2 separate regions of the Anas platyrhynchos genome follow, and region 2 is linked to region 1. Evidence: chromatin contacts called from public Hi-C data. All regions are on one chromosome and are shown on one strand. The core of a region is the stretch at or near the end of the contact, and the rest is flanking DNA. Distances in the headings are between cores, read along the strand shown.

Region 1 (4,110 bases), core at 1,195-3,694:
CCACCTCTGGGGAGCAGTGGGGGAGCCTGTGGGGAGGGCTCAGGGCAGGAGGCAGCCAGCCCCGCTCTGCCACCAGCACACAAGGTGCTGCTGGAGCTCCCCGTGATGACAGGGGGTGACAAGTCGTCAAATGCCAAGTCCGTGCCATGCAGCCCCCCAGAACAAGTTGTTGCCACCTGAACACTGTCCCCAAAGGAAGAGCCCGGCACTCAGCGTCCCCTGTGCTGCACCCAGCCACGCTCCCTGTGCCAGTGGCTCACAGAGGCCGTACAGCTTAATTCATCACCTCCAGCCTCAGTGGTGCTCCAGGGCTGGAGCAGTGCTGGGAGGAAGAGGAGGAGGAAGGCAGGTGACTGCACACCCGCTGCTGTCGCGTGGTGGGGGAGGCTGCATCGCCTTCGCCCATCCTGTCGGGTGAAGGCTGGGGGAAGCAGGGCGGGGGAGAGGAAAGGCTGGGCACCTTCCTCCTCGGGCAGACAATGCTCCTGTCCCCGTGCCAGGCACTGGCTGGCCTCCTGCAGCGCATCCCTCGTGGCCAGCCTGCTCCCAGGCAGCTGCACGGAGACACGGGCGAGGCATGGGCACAGCTGGTGTGCTGTGACCAGGGAGAGTTAGGGCTGGGAAAGGGGCAGGGGTGATCCCAGCACCAAAAGAGGCCAGGTGCCCTCTCCGGGGCATCCTCCTGCAGCACGCTCACTGCAACCACTGCTCAGAAAAGCTGCCCTGAACGGCGCAGGGTCGTGCAGCTCCTCTTTGGGTGTTTCCTGCCAGCAGGCTCTGCATGTGGCCAAGAGAGGAGCGAGGGGTGCTCGTTGTTCTGTGAGAGGGCCAGGGCTGAGCAGGAACCGCATCTCCTGGGACGCAGTGATGGGAGGAGGCTCCTGCTGGCTTTAAGAGCCGCAGATGAGACATCAGGGAGGGATACTTCTCCCAAAACCTGCCCCTCCCTCACTGCAGCTCGGTGATCAGGCAGGGCACACGCAAAGGGAGACGAGGGGCAGCAGAGGCTGATGCTGGGCTGACACTGCTGCTTTCCATCTGCTCTGAGTACGTGGATCTTCGCTTCCCTTGCTCAGCTTGGTGTGTTGCAAAGGGGAGAGGACATGGGGCAGGTGGGGAACCTGAGATCAGGACCACCCGAGTGGCGTCAGCTCTGCTCTCCACCAGCACGGAGTAAAAGTTGAGGCTTTGCCTGAAGGGTGCAGTGTGGCTGGCCGGCACTAGAGAGCAGGAAAGAGGTCCCACTTCGCACCTTCCACCCAGGAGATGGCACTTCCATGAGTCACCTGGACCAGGGGATGCCAGCAGGACGTCCTGGCTTAGCAGACCTGGAAAAATAAATAAGCCCTTGGGTTCTCTGAACCCTCAGGAGGCCGCCAAGCCAGCGCTTTTGCCAAAGAATATTCCACCTGGGGAATCACCCGTGCTCTGAACCACAGGGTGCAGAAAGCCCCTCTCCTGTGAGAGGTCTCTGGAGCCAGCAGCTGGGGCAAGCAGTAGATAATAAAAGCAATAATTTAAAAATTAAAATGTGTTTTTCAGCTCACCTGCCATCCATTGGTGGCCCGTGCCACATGGGGGGAAATGCGGGAGGCCGGTGGGCAAGGGGCAGTGGGTGCAGGGGGCTGCAGAAGGGGCACGGAGCCACATTACCCAGGGCTGTGCACGGTGGGCTCCTTCACCCAGCACTGGTGCTTATCTGCTTCCTCTTACACGCATCACTGTCCACGTGAGGCTGCGCTTCCATGTCTGCAAACAGACCCCAGTGCAAGCCTGCAGATAGCAGAGGAGGATGGCACAGCAGGGACCCACAGCAGAAAATCCTTGCTGGGGCTTTGAAAGGAGTTACGGCATCCTCCCGTCCTGCCCCAAAGGCTTGGAGTGGTTTAGGAGCAGCTTCTGGTGCGTGTAAGCATTCGGGGATTTTATTTCCCAAAGCTTGAGGGACTAACCAAGGAAAATAAGATTTTCCTTTTTTTTTTTTGGTGGCTACTGCCTTGACCGAGTCTGTTTCAAAAGCCCAGGGGAATAACTCCCACCGCTTTGTACCAGAGGAGGCAGTCACCCCCAGGGCATACTTGCAGCCACCAGAGGATGCAGCAGATGCAGTTCCTCCTGCTTCCCTCCTCTCACGATCAGCTGTGTAGGGGGCTCAAATCCCAGAGCAGAGCAGGACCCAGCCAGCAGCACCAGCTCAGCACTGGGGGTGTATGGGGCGAGCCACTGGGATTTTGCCAGTTGTCCTCCTCCGAAGCAGGGCTCTGCAGTGCGTCACTGGGATCCACGTGGTTATGAGCGATGTACGTGCTCTGTGGGAGGGTGTGTGGTGCACCCAGTAGGAATACTTGGGTCCTCCTCAGCAGTCCTTGCTCAACCCGTGACTTCTCTGTTGGGTTGCAGACACCAAGACGACCTGTGAAGAAGCCCCATGAAGGTGACCAGCCATGCAATGTTCCTGGAAGGCTGTCCTCCTACTAGCCTTGGCATCCATTGCGATCCAGTACACGGCAATCCGGACCTTCACCGCCAAGTCCTTCCACAGCTGCCCCATCCCCAGCCCCGTGAACTGCAGCCTGAGCCAGGACACCGATGCACCCGACCGGCTGTGCGACGAGAGCCCCACCTTCGCCTACAACCTCTCCAGGAAGACGCACGTCCTCATCCTCGCCACCACCCGCAGCGGCTCCTCCTTCGTGGGGCAGCTCTTTAACCAGCACTTCGACGTCTTCTATTTATTCGAGCCCCTCTACCACGTCCAGTACACGCTGATCCCGAAGCTGACCCAGAGCAAGAGCACGACGGACAGGCGGGTCATGCTGGGGGCCAGCCGCGACCTGCTGAGGAGCCTGTACGACTGCGACCTCTACTTCTTGGAGAACTACATCAAGCCCCAGCCCGTCAACCACACCACCGACCGCCTCTTCCGCAGGGGGGCCAGCAAGGCGCTGTGCTCGCCGCCCGTCTGCGAGCCCCTGGGAGCCGCCGACCTCCACCTGGAGGAAGGGGACTGCGTGAAGAAGTGCGGCACCTTGAACCTGACGCTGGCCACCGAGTCCTGCAGGGAGCACGGGCACGTGGCCATCAAGACCGTGCGGGTGCCCGAGGTCAGCGACCTGCGGGCGCTGGTGGAGGACCCGCGGCTGAACCTGAAGGTCATCCAGCTGGTGAGGGACCCCCGGGGGATCCTGGCGTCCCGCAGCGAGACCTTCCGGGACACCTACCGGCTGTGGAGGATTTGGGACGGCACCGGCAGGAAGCCGTACAACCTGGACGTGACCCAGCTCACCACGGTGTGCGAGGACTTCTGGAACTCCGTCTCCACCGGCCTCAACCGGCCGCCGTGGCTCAAGGGCAAGTACATGCTGGTGCGGTATGAAGACCTGGCCAGGAACCCGATGAAAAAGACCGAGGAGATCTACGATTTCCTGGGCATCCCCATGGACAGCAACGTCGAGCGCTGGATACAGAACAACACCCGGGGAGACCGCTCCTCGTCCAAACACAAGTACGGGACGGTGCGCAACTCGGCAGCCACGGCGGAGAAGTGGCGCTTCCGCCTGTCCTACGAGATCGTGGCGTTCACCCAGCATGCCTGCCAGCAGGTGCTGGCGCAGCTCGGCTACAAAACCGCCGGCTCCGAGGAGGAGCTGAAGAACCTCTCCATCAGCCTGGTGGAGGAGAGAGACTTCCTGCCCTTCTCTTAAGGCCGGGGCCCCCTTTTTGATACGGACTGTTTCGAACTGTTGCCTTATTTTGTTTTCTTTCGTTTTGTTCCACCCCCCCCCTCCCCTCACCCCCCTTCTTTCTCATCTTCTTCTCTCCAAAATTTGCACTAAATCTTGAGCGGGAATCTTAATGGAGTCCAGGGGAAGCGATTGCTGCCCCTCAACACGTTTCGGACACAAGAGGAATCGGGTCTCTCCAAGCAAGAGCTAGAACTGTGGATGGGTAACAATGTTTACAAAAACACACAAAATGTATAAAGCGACCTTCAAGCTTTCCAAACCGAAGGGTACCTGGGGTACTGTACTTTTGCACTGTTTACTTTTACAATGTAAGAGGTAAATATAAATTTAATTTATGAATGGTGTCGTCCCCTCCAGAGTAACT
Region 2 (4,349 bases), core at 215-2,714, 64 kb after region 1:
AATTAGCTTTGTTTTTCTCCTCTACTTCCTTCCTGCATTCACTTGATGGGTTAGAAATCACAAAACTGAACAAATCTGAAACAATATCACACCCAGTCCGAATCTAACATACATCCAGAATACAAAGACGACAGTGCCAAGATATTTCCCCGCTTCCACCGCTGCCAAACATGTAGGCTCCCTAGGGGACGAAAAGTCATGAATTCCATGGCAATCAATACATCACAATTGCTTAAAAGCCCAGGAAATGCTGAAATCAAAGTGAGGCAGTAAGTACAAGAGAGGGGACTCTGAGTGATGCATGAATTGCATGCTACAGACACAGTGTTCTAAACAATTAATATGCAATGTTGGTTAAATAGCAGATTCAGCAAATATTTTTCTCCACTGAATGTTCAAATGAAACAGCAAAAAATATTTGTCCCTTTGGATTTCAGTCAAAAGTTTGCAGGGTGGTTCTGTTGGCCAGTTAATTTCATCCTTGGACTAGCAAGTGCTCAGCTCGCTTTTCAGGGTCTGTACTTCCTACAAGCATTTTTGGTTTTACATAAACTATAAGGAGAAGCAAGTTGTTTACTTTTCCTTCCAAGTTACCTTGTTCAAATTGCACATCTGACAATGTTCCCAGGGAGCCATTCTCCACTTCAGAGCAGTGCCTACAATTTGTACCCTAAAACCATACCGTATAAGGCTGGATTTCCTATTGATTGCTTCTGATAGCAATGCTAAGCACACGAGCTAAGCTGCAATAGCTGGTTAATTTTATTAAGCTTAGATACTGAAAAGCCCTGAAGACATCTAAAGTGGACTTTAATATTTTTGTTTAACAATTTGCATCCCTTACTGTCTCTCTTAATGTGTTTGTGCCTGTTTAATCTTCTGTAAACTCTTATCTCTGTCCTTCTGATGTATACGAAGTACTTTTGAGGAGGGCAGCAAACAGAAATGGGAATTCTTGGTAAACAAAATTTGACACATCCCTTGAAGGAAGCCTGTTTATTGCCCACGCTGTGCTCTGAGCGCAACATACTATATTGTGCAAGCAGGGGCTCACGGTGCAGACACCAAGCCAGGCTACAGCAGAAGCCCCACATTAAAGCATGCCTCGGGCAACCATTTATTATTGCACGATACACTTCTGAAAAATACGGATGCAAAAGATGTTATCAGTTTTGCCACACATTCGGTTTTTCAAAGTCAATTCTATTGTCTAAGCAAAACCGGGCACGTTTCCGGCTGTTGTCATGTGAATTTTCACTTCATAGAATAAGGGGAAAGAAAATCATTTTGTTACTTTGATGAAGACGCCTTGTACATTTTGACAAACTCAAGTCCCTCCAGGGTGCTTACTGGCCATGAAGCTCTTTCATATCTCATTCATTATCGGAGAGAGACAGGAAAATACTTCCTCATTTCTCTTGCGTATGAGTAAATCAGTGAAAACCACAGAGACCTGGTTTCATTAAAAGTGATGGAGTGAGACTGGCTGCAGCCGCTGCACAGTGGGGACTGGGCTGAGCTGACTCAGTGCAGTCTGCCCGGCGAATTCAGGAAAAAAAGATTAGCTGGAAATTTCTCTGTTGAAGCACTGACTGCTTACTGCAGCCAAATTCCAAGACAGCTTGAGGCCGTAAAGTCTGAGCTCCAAGCCCTAAACTCAAAAGCTAGTTGCACGTCTGATCTTCCTCAGCTTCATCACTCCACAGATTTTAGATGCTAGACCTGCATCTCCCTGATAGTTTCAAACCGTTGCTATTGCCATCAACAACTGCTACGGTTTCTACTAAGTGACAGCCAGCGGGTGTTATTTCTGGAGAATCTTTCCTTATGACTTTGTCAGGGGACAAAAAAAAAGCCCCCAGACCCCAGGATTAACCTTGAGCTCACATTAAAAAACAAGAAAAGGGAAATGGGACAAGTCGGCCAAGACAAACCCCTTCATTCCACTGAAAACTTGTCTTAAATCTTAGATCTGAGATTTTCACTGTTGCTGTCTGAGAGTTAAGCACACCCCAACGTGTGGATGCAGCACACTACCTACCTATGTTACGTGTGGCTCAAGATACTGCTCCAAGTCTCCCCATTTTATACCTTTTTTCTTCATCTGCTGACTTCAAAAGTGGCAAAAGAGCCACCTTTAATCAAGATCAAGCCTTTGGCAGATTATTTATTAAAGTGTAAGTCCTGACTCTTGTGTTGAGTTAAAAAAAATCCACACAGCTCAGCTGGTCATAAGATCCCCAACCAGGTGGCAGAACCCTGTGCGGATGACTTAACACAACTGACTTCTAGCCCTACTTAGCTCAAATTTCCAGAAAATCTGTGTTCCTACTGAGCGTGATAATATACTGCACATGCTCCTTTTCCGATGTTTTGTCTCAGAGAAAGCTCTCAACTTTCTGTGCGCTATTCTCCTGTGATACAGAACACTATTACCCCATAAAGCTCACATCTCACAGATGGATAATTTCACAAATTATGGGATCAGCTACGTGAAAATCTGAGATTTTGGGATATCCAGCACATACCACACACCTAGGAATCAGGAACTAATATGGATGCTGAGCTGTGTGCACATTCGGCCCTTGGTGGTGACCTTGCCTTTTTACACAACTCAGCAAACTGGACAACCAGCCTCTGAGGCGGAAGGGTAAGAAAACATAACCTGATCAACTGTCTTGCTGCCACTGGGCATCACAAGGGAGAAGGCAGGACCTTTTTCCATCTACAATGGAAAAATGAGCATACTTCTCACTCAAAACCGTAGCAGGAACAAGTGAAAGTAATTCAACCTACCCCTGCTCTTCAAGATCACTGGTAAGACAACAGTACTGTGTGGCTGACACGTCAGAGGGTTGGAAAAGGACAGGGAAGGGGGAGGAGAGAACAGCTGCTCTGCAACAAGAAGCTCGATGGAGGCTGCCAACAAAACAATGCCAATGGCAGGTAAGTCATCCCAAACTACCACATACTCAAAGCCACAAGGGCTAAAAAAGCTTAATAACGTGTTGTTTCAAGAACCACAAATGGTGGCAGACGTAAGATGCAGGCTACCTGACAACACTCACGTCTTCTCTGACGGTGCTGTGAGGGCCCCATATTCTCACCTGCCCCACAGGGTGAGCAGAACAGAGCAGGGTGTGCAAACCATCTTTTTCCCTCAAAATCTCTGCAGTGTGGACCATGCGGCGCTGTGCGACTCCTGGAGATGCTACGAAATGCAATGACCTACTATGAAACACATTAGTTTAAGCTGCACAACCCCAAAACCTCCTTTATTTCACAGCCCATTGCCAGTGTTCTTCGGTGCAGAAAGTTAGCCCATGTGAGTTATTCTCTTATCAGTACCCAGGAGATATATGGGCTGCACTTACATTTCATGTTTGGGAAGAAATACTAATACTGTGCTGTACTGCAACCCTTCACCATTAGCAAAAGTAGTTTTGTCGAATAGTGTTGTCATAAAACAGCTGCTATGTTCCTCTTGAGGCAGCTATACCTTAGCAGTGGGAAACTTGGCTCCCACATAGCCAGCAAGACCGTGCCTTGCTCTAAAGCGTGGCGGTGTCCTTCTGAGGCAGCCCTAGGGCAACGTGGAGCTGTTCTGGTGATTCAGAGCAGGACTCCAAGGGAAAAAGCGTGTATTTCTGGCATAAATGTGACTCATATCCTCCTCTTGAAGTTTGCTGACAAACAGAAATGGGAGCACAGAGCTGGGGCTGCAGCTCTCCCCAGGCCCAAGCCGATTACCTCTGTTCTACAGAAAGACACCGATATGTCATGGGGTGGGAAGGGATGGGCCTGACCAACCCTGTCTGCCTGCAAATCAAATGTGAAGCAGGGAAGGAGAGAAAGGAAAATGAGAACAGCCTTTGAAACTTCCAAGCTGTTCTTTTTTTGCATGAAAAGAGTTGGTAAGAGACAGCATTTTCTCTTTTTTGATCCTGTTACAGAGAAAAAAAAATCCCCAAACCCATTTTGAAGCATTTGGATCCACTGAATCCACAGAAACATTGCCGTGAGCATGGTATGTTGATGGCAGAGGGCTAAGAGCGACTCTTGAAGACTTTTGAACTAGAATAAGGACTCAACTTTTCAATTCCTTACTTGGCAGGCTTGTGTCAGATGCACATGTGGTATAATTCTGCTTCAAAGCAAAGCTTGTATTGAAACTTCTGCCTTACTTTCTTATTTGAAGTGTTTTTGGTGGAGATTTGGAGAATGACAAGCTTCTGAGAAAGCCTTCACACACCTCACAAACCAAGCATTTCATCTTTTTTTCTGTTATAGCAGAACATTTAATGGAGAAGTATAGCACGTGAAGGAGGAAATCTTGTGTTTGCCAGTTC

What was found. A called contact is a pair of places that touch in the nucleus more often than the background predicts.
Region 2: a Hi-C map of skeletal muscle shows a contact between it and region 1, with 2.6 times the contacts expected there. The contact joins the enhancer-like site here to the promoter of CHST1 in region 1. A contact is called at or near these places in 2 of 8 Hi-C or Micro-C datasets (F1 follicle and skeletal muscle).

The regions. Positions count from the first base shown.
Region 1 is chr5:32,742,391-32,746,500 of IASCAAS_PekinDuck_T2T, forward strand. It overlaps CHST1 (carbohydrate sulfotransferase 1), which reads left to right and starts at 2,445. Exons shown (of 1, transcript XM_005013970.6): 1 at 2,445-4,110. The coding sequence starts at 2,445. The coding sequence ends at 3,704.
Region 2 is chr5:32,807,842-32,812,190 of IASCAAS_PekinDuck_T2T, forward strand. All of the region lies in intron 3 of LOC101796866 (transmembrane protein 263), which reads right to left. Among named protein-coding and RNA genes, the nearest start is that of CHST1, 65 kb to the left of the region's middle. Within about 2 kb of position 1,465, at least 2 of the 8 cell types and tissues checked have an H3K27ac peak or open chromatin away from gene starts, as enhancers often do.